Linked DNA regions of Sus scrofa: region 1 is linked to region 2. The links are chromatin contacts, called in public HiChIP or PLAC-seq maps. All regions are on one chromosome and are shown on one strand. Each heading gives the region's core, a stretch centred on a gene start, on an enhancer-like site or on the middle of the called end of the contact. The rest is flanking DNA. Distances are from core to core; before and after follow the strand shown.

What was found. HiChIP or PLAC-seq counts read pairs in DNA pulled down with a chosen protein or histone mark.
Region 1: an H3K27ac HiChIP or PLAC-seq map of alveolar macrophages shows a contact between it and region 2. The contact joins two enhancer-like sites. A contact is called at or near these places in 2 of 2 datasets of contacts at active chromatin or transcription factors (alveolar macrophages and skeletal muscle).

What each region holds. Positions count from the first base shown.
Region 1 is chr9:99,896,035-99,899,284 of Sscrofa11.1, forward strand. It overlaps GNAT3 (guanine nucleotide-binding protein G(t) subunit alpha-3), which reads left to right. Exons shown (of 8, transcript XM_021063492.1): 5 at 2,285-2,413. Among named protein-coding and RNA genes, the nearest start is that of GNAT3, 49 kb to the left of the region's middle. Within about 2 kb of position 1,652, at least 2 of the 83 cell types and tissues checked have an H3K27ac peak or open chromatin away from gene starts, as enhancers often do. A contact at or near this core is called in alveolar macrophages, where this site is marked.
Region 2 is chr9:99,737,160-99,740,737 of Sscrofa11.1, forward strand. The region is part of intron 1 of CD36 (CD36 molecule); the gene reads right to left. Among named protein-coding and RNA genes, the nearest start is that of CD36, 11 kb to the right of the region's middle. Within about 2 kb of position 1,887, at least 1 of the 83 cell types and tissues checked has an H3K27ac peak or open chromatin away from gene starts, as enhancers often do. A contact at or near this core is called in alveolar macrophages, where this site is marked.

The DNA.
Region 1 (3,250 bases), core at 402-2,901, 160 kb after region 2:
TTATATAGGGCAGTGGTCTTTCTTTTCCAGCCTCTCTCTTTCTCACCACCTCCCTACTCTCTTTTCTTTACTTCTTTCTTCCCTTCTTTCCATCTATCCATTTTTTGCTGTGTGTGAAAGTAAGATATTTGTTATTCTCTCAAACCTAGATATATTTTAAGTTGAGGCCAACAAAGAGGTGAGTCCTAATCAGGCAAGGTTTTTGTTGGCAACATAACACCTTCCTGCCAATCAGTACCAGCAAACTGAAAGAAAAGCATCATCATGGCAGTCGAAAAGATTTTAATACGTCATGTCATGGTTTGTTGAGTGGCACTGTCAAGTGTGCAATTTAAATTCCATATGCTTTAAGATTTAACATAGACTTCACCAGGAAAAATACTATTTTTACATGACTAGTCAAAGAATAAGATATTTTTTCAGTGATTTGAGCTATAGATATTTAGGGCCTCTGGTTTGGTTTAAAAGTTTTAGCACCCAAATTCTATATTTGTTTATTAAAATGAGCATTTTAAATGCAAATTTGTCACTCTGGTAATGCTTCTGCTTTGCTTGAAGTCATTTATACATGCAAATAAAGTTACATTAAAATGTGTCTTTACCAAAGCATTCATTTAGCTGTCATTTAAATGATTTTAATCTCTATCATAGCAAGTATGTTTTTATTTTTACTCCTGCATGAACCAGTTGACCAATAGTATACTACCAGATATACAGCCTGAGTTAAAAGGAAATTCATCAAGGACTTTGCTTCAAAGGAGAAAATGGATAAACTAGAAAAATCTCCCAATACTTTCTTCTGATATAATTATCATGATTCATCTTTTTTAAATTAAACTTTATTAGAATAAAACATGGTGATAAATTTTCACGTTCTACATGTACATGTTTCTAAAGTGTGATTGTCTCTTTGTCCTTGGCCAAAAGTTCTTTGGGGCATTTTACAACGTTTAGTTCATTTCACCTTAAAAGCAGAAAGATCCTCTAAGAATAAAGTATCTAATTGTTGTTCAATTTATTTTAAAAAATAAAATAGCATTGGTTTTTAAGGCATTGTTCAAGGTGCCCAGAAAGACAGCTCTTCAGCTTAGTCCCTGACAATTTCAACTTTTGAATAATATCTAATATTCAGGTAGATTATACCTCTCAAATTCTGACTAGATTGCCGCATGCTCATTATGATCTTTCTATTTAGATCATATGTTTAAACTTGGTTCAGTATAATGTCCAATTTTGTCACAAAAACATTACCAGGTTATTGCTATCTTTATTTAAAATTTTTTTATAGAAATAGTTATATAACTAAGCTTCTAGAGCCTTCATATCAAAAGTATAGAACAAGTTGTTTTAAAGTGTTTTTAAAAAAAGCAATAAAACACTGTTTTAGTCAAAAGATATGATCTGGTTTGTCAGATAAAGCTAAGAGCAGTTTATTTCCTCTAATCTAATAGACTCTTATAGAGCACACAGCTTAATCAGTCTCACTCCTGCCTCTTACCACACCTAGATCCTACAGGCAGAAAGAGGACAGTATTTCACCTGGTAACAGGAGGTTTTTAAATGTGGCCTCTGTGTAAAAATGAAGGATAGAGTGATGCACTGATGGAAGAGAAGAGGAAGTAGGAGAGGCTACAGTGTTTAAGTTCAGGTCTCTGTCCCAAGGAGTGAGTCAGCAATTTCACAAATTTGTTCCAGCATGAATCAACAAAGGTTCAACATGAAATTCAAAGATTCAGCATGAATCAACAACTGAGATAACTAGTACTTAATTAAAATGGTTCTGATTCCTAAGTTAGAACATCCAGGAGAAACAATACACTAACGTTCGCATTATACTGAAACCAATCACTCTCTTATAACTCAAAGCGTCTAAATACAAAGTACAGCATTTTGAGACTCTTTGACTGACCATGATTACAACATAGCATTTTGGGGGATGATCTCAGTCCTACAAGGAGAGTTCTCCTCTCAAATGTCTACATAGACACCAATGAATCCATCACATCAGCTTCATAAAGTACAAGATAAGGCAGTATTCACCCAGCCACCTTTAAACAAACTCCACAGGTCAGCTGTGTGTCACACTCAGTGCTCTGCAATGTCCCAGCCACCAAGCTCTTGGAATTCAGAGGAGCAGAGTTTGAAGATCACCAGTCTGGAGTTTAATCATTTTAATGAACTCTATACAAAATACTCATTTGTATTGAATTCTGGTATCTTAAAATGTAAAGTTAAAAAAATATATATATACTAGCTATTTTTGTTGTTGTTGTTGTTTTATTAGCTACCTAAATGATTTGGACAGAATAGCAGCTCCTGGATATGTCCCAAATGAGCAAGATGTTCTACATTCTCGAGTGAAAACAACTGGAATCATTGAAACCCAGTTCTCATTTAAAGACTTGCATTTCAGGTATGATCAAATGTATTTTTTAACAGAATATCAACAGAAATATGTATCAGCCTCAATATTTCTTCATGGAGAAGAGCTCTAACCCATGGTCAAATGCGGTGAGTCCTTACTCACTTTCATTACCACTGTCTTTGATGGCCCTCCTATAGCTCTACATGCCAACCCTCATCCTGAACCTCATCCTTCCCTCCAAGGAAAATACCTCTGTCTTTAAGCAGGTGGGAGCTACACTGTATTTTCCTCTTACTTGAAACTGATAACTTACTTTGAAAAAAAAAGTCAGTTTATTTAAATAACATTAAGCAACAGGTGCCAGGGATCCCATTTCCTTTATCTTCCTACTCCCATTTGCTTGAAATATTCTTATTGTTTCCTTAATTTGAAAAATGTAAATAATTGATACGAGAACTATTTGAATATGGTGCTATTTACTGGAATAACAAGGCTTATTTTATAAGTACAGTTTGGTATAAAGATGAGCCCACTATTTTCATTGTTATATTATCAAGACTTTTCAAGAAATTTTATTACTAAATTACTCATTTACTATAGCAAGGAATATAAATCCATACCAAAGTGTTAGAAAATATCCCTTAAGGACCTCTCCCTATGGATTGTGGATGAGATGGAATATTAAACATTGAAACAATGTTTTAGATGTACCTTTTAGTAACTTTTAAAAGTCAATAAAAATGTAAGTCATTGATGTATACAATAATAGGAATATTTTTAAAACATAGAAAATATGGACAAAAATAGCATGAATTACTTGGCAAAGTTGCAGGATACAAAATCAATACACAGAAATCAACAGCGTTTCTATATACTAATAATGAA
Region 2 (3,578 bases), core at 637-3,136:
AAGACAACAACCTAACAATAATAGGCAGAAATACATTCCATTCATTAGATTGTATTTAAACCAGTGCTCATGGATTGCTTGTGCTGTCCCTTCTGGGCATGTATTGAATCTTTTTATTTGCAGGCTGTTCTACACAACAGGAAGGAAAGGCAAATACTTTTTTCCCAGTATTGCTCTTTTTCTAGTATATTTTGACTGAGACATTTATTTAGAAATTAATAATGTTATAAAGCTTTGGGGTATATATATTTTTTTTCTAATGTCAGAGCACTGAATTACGATAAAGTAGAAATAGACCAGTAATGTCATTATGATTTATGGGTTTTTTTTATTACTTTTTTTTTTTTTTTTTTTGCCTTTTAGGGCCATACCCACGGCATATGGGGATCCCAGGCTAGGGGTTGAATCAGAGCTACGGCTGCCAGCCTATACCACAACCACAGCAACACCAGATCCTCAACCCACTAAGCAAGGCCAGAGATCAAACCTACATCCTCATGAATGCCAGTCAGATTTATTTCCGCTGAGCCACGACTGGAACTCCTGATTTACGCTTTTCAATTAAGAAGAATTTACAAAGATTTCAGTTAATTTTAAAGGATGATTTCCTTATAGTTGTAAACCATTTATCTTTGTTCCATTAGTAAGGTAGTATAAAAGCTAATTCAATTAATATTTTGATTAAGGATATCTCTTGTATTGTAGTTAAGATGCTTTGATATATTTTCTTCTCAGCCTTTAATTCTCACATATGTACACCAAAATACACACCCTCCAATGTGACAATTCAGAAATAGCTCACCAACACAGGAGTTCAGATAGGACCTATTTTAAACCACATATCTTAAATATTTTAAAAGGATACTTAAGTTATAATGAAAATATGTACACTGTTAAAGAAGGATGTTTCAGAAAAAAATACATGCAAAATAGATACCTAAGTTGACACTGAACTTACTTGGATCATTATTAATCAGTGGCCTAATGTCATCTAAATCCTCTGTCTGGAGAGGACAGTGCCACACCCTCCCATGAGCAGCCCAAGGAATCAAATGAACATTCCCAGAGGTAGCTGTTAAATATTCATTCCTATAGACAACAGTTCCTGAGTAGCTTAGCTCACGAGACCCAGAAAACACACAGCTAAATAAAATCTGCAACCACATATTTATATTTTGCTCAAAACATTCTCCTGGAAGAATAAGACAGAAAAATGCTGTACCCATTTCTGAGTAATGAATGTTGGGGTTTTCATTTTAAAAAGATTATGTTATGTGCAGTATTTTGAAGGGATATGTTTTAGAGGAGGGTATATCTTGCCTTATGAAAATGTGCTATAGTACTAAACAGATTTTAGTAGAATGAAAGATATAACTGTTAATATACTAACGTCAACTAGGCCCAGCTCTTTTTTTTCTAAAAGACCATATAGGGTTTGGAATCCAACAGAATCCAAGTGAATCTTGATGTGAGCAGGACCTAACTACATTGAGTGGGGATTAGGAGTTAAATAACTACTTATTTTCTTAATCAAAAACATGGAGAAACCTAAATAAGATAATCTTGATAGCTAAGTGTGGTGAGCTGTGTGCCACATGTGGCAGAGATCTGATTACAAGACATCAAAGTGTGTCTCTTCCCATGAGGCCCCTACCCTTTTCCCCCTTTTCTGCTTTGGTTACTGAGATTACATGGCACCATCAGAAATGCATTTGACTTTTTTTTTTTTTTTGTCCTGTCTCTGCATTTGCTAGAATTTTGACTTAATAGGAAGGGAGACCCTTATCTGTTTAGTTCATTGCTGAATCCCCAGAGCACAGAGCAGACACATAGCTGGTAATCAGCTGAATGAGTGTGCTCACTCATGACTATTGTAACCACAATAATATTTTGAAAGGTGCAAGATTGACCAGTAAGGAGAAGTTATTATACTGTTTGTTCATACCACAGATATACAATGCTTTGAAATGAAGAGCATCCACTGTGGAAGGGAATGGGCCTAAATAGGAATTAGGAATCCAACCCTTCCCTCAGTGTATGACATATTATTGACTACCTTACCTCTCTTAGTCTTAGTGGAAATAGCTCCTTCTCAGAACTGTTACAAAGATCAAGAATGATAATATGAAGGACTTAGTACAGAAACTGACATATAGTGTTTGTATAATAAATAAGTGTTATGGTGATATTGGCTCCTAAACAAATTTTTATTTCAGGGAATTTATTAGAATAATATGGATGATAATATTGAAAATTACAGAAAGGCATACATATACACAATGGAATATTACTCAACCATTAAAAGCAAATAAATAATGGAATTTGGAGCAAGATGGATGGACCTAGAAATTGTCATGCAAAGTGAAGTTAAACAGTGAGACACCAACATCACTTGCATGTGGAAACTAAAAAAACAAAAAGGACACAATGAACTTTGCAGAGCAGACACTGACTCGCAGACTTTGAAAAACTTATGGCTTCAAAAGGAGACAGGTTGCAGTGTGGAGGGATGGGCTGGGGGTTTGGGATGGAAATGTTATAAAACTGGGTTGTGATGATCATTGTACAACTATAAATGTAATAAAATTCACTGAGTTAAAAAAATTTAAAAAAAAGAAATTTACGGAAAGGCATAAAATAAGACCACCAATTCTATTCCTTAGAAATGACTAATGTTAAGTATATGCCCATTCCCCAGTAAACCCATATATACATATAAAATTTAAAGTTATAGACACACACACACATATAACATATATATGCACAGTGACTAATGCATATATTGAATCAATCTTCAACATGCCTCTTCCGATATTAGGTGCCTTGAAGATATTCTCATGTCATGGAAAGTGTTAATGTTCTCTTTTTTCTTTAATAAAATAATTCCATAATAAATGTAGTATTGTCTTTTAAATGACCAGTCTTAGATTTAACAGAACTTCTGTTTTTTCTGATCCTCTGATCTTATAAAAACAATGCTAAAAATTCATGTACTCATAGATTTGTTTATATGCTGATGTACAAACCTGACTAGTATCCATGATGACAACGCATGTTTGATCACTGGCCTCACTCAGTGGGCTAAAAGATCCAGTATTGCTGTGAGCTGTTGTATGTCACAGATGCAGCTCAGATCTGGGGTTGCTGTGGCTGTGGCATAGACCTGAGGCTATAGCTCTGATTCAACCCCTAGTCTGGAAACTTCCATATGCCATGGATGCGGTCCAAAGATAACAACAACAAAAAAAAGATCCTTAGAACAGTATTTCTAGATAAGCTCATTCATGGAATGTGACACTTGTGGAGTAAAAGAGGAAGAATAAAGTAAGTTGAGTAATTATAAATATTGCAACATATTTGAGAAGCCAATACTAAAATTTCTAGAAGAGGAGTCACATGGCCCAAGTTAACAGTTTTGTTAGTGATGGAAGGTTTTGTGAATTGGGAGCAAGCAGATAGTCACCATGTTCCTGATTTCCTTTCTGGTCAAAGAGATAAGAGTCTCAACCTGAAGATCAAATCATATGGTAGATTTAAATTTTAAATGTAAACTGTATGCAGATTCTATGTAATAGATA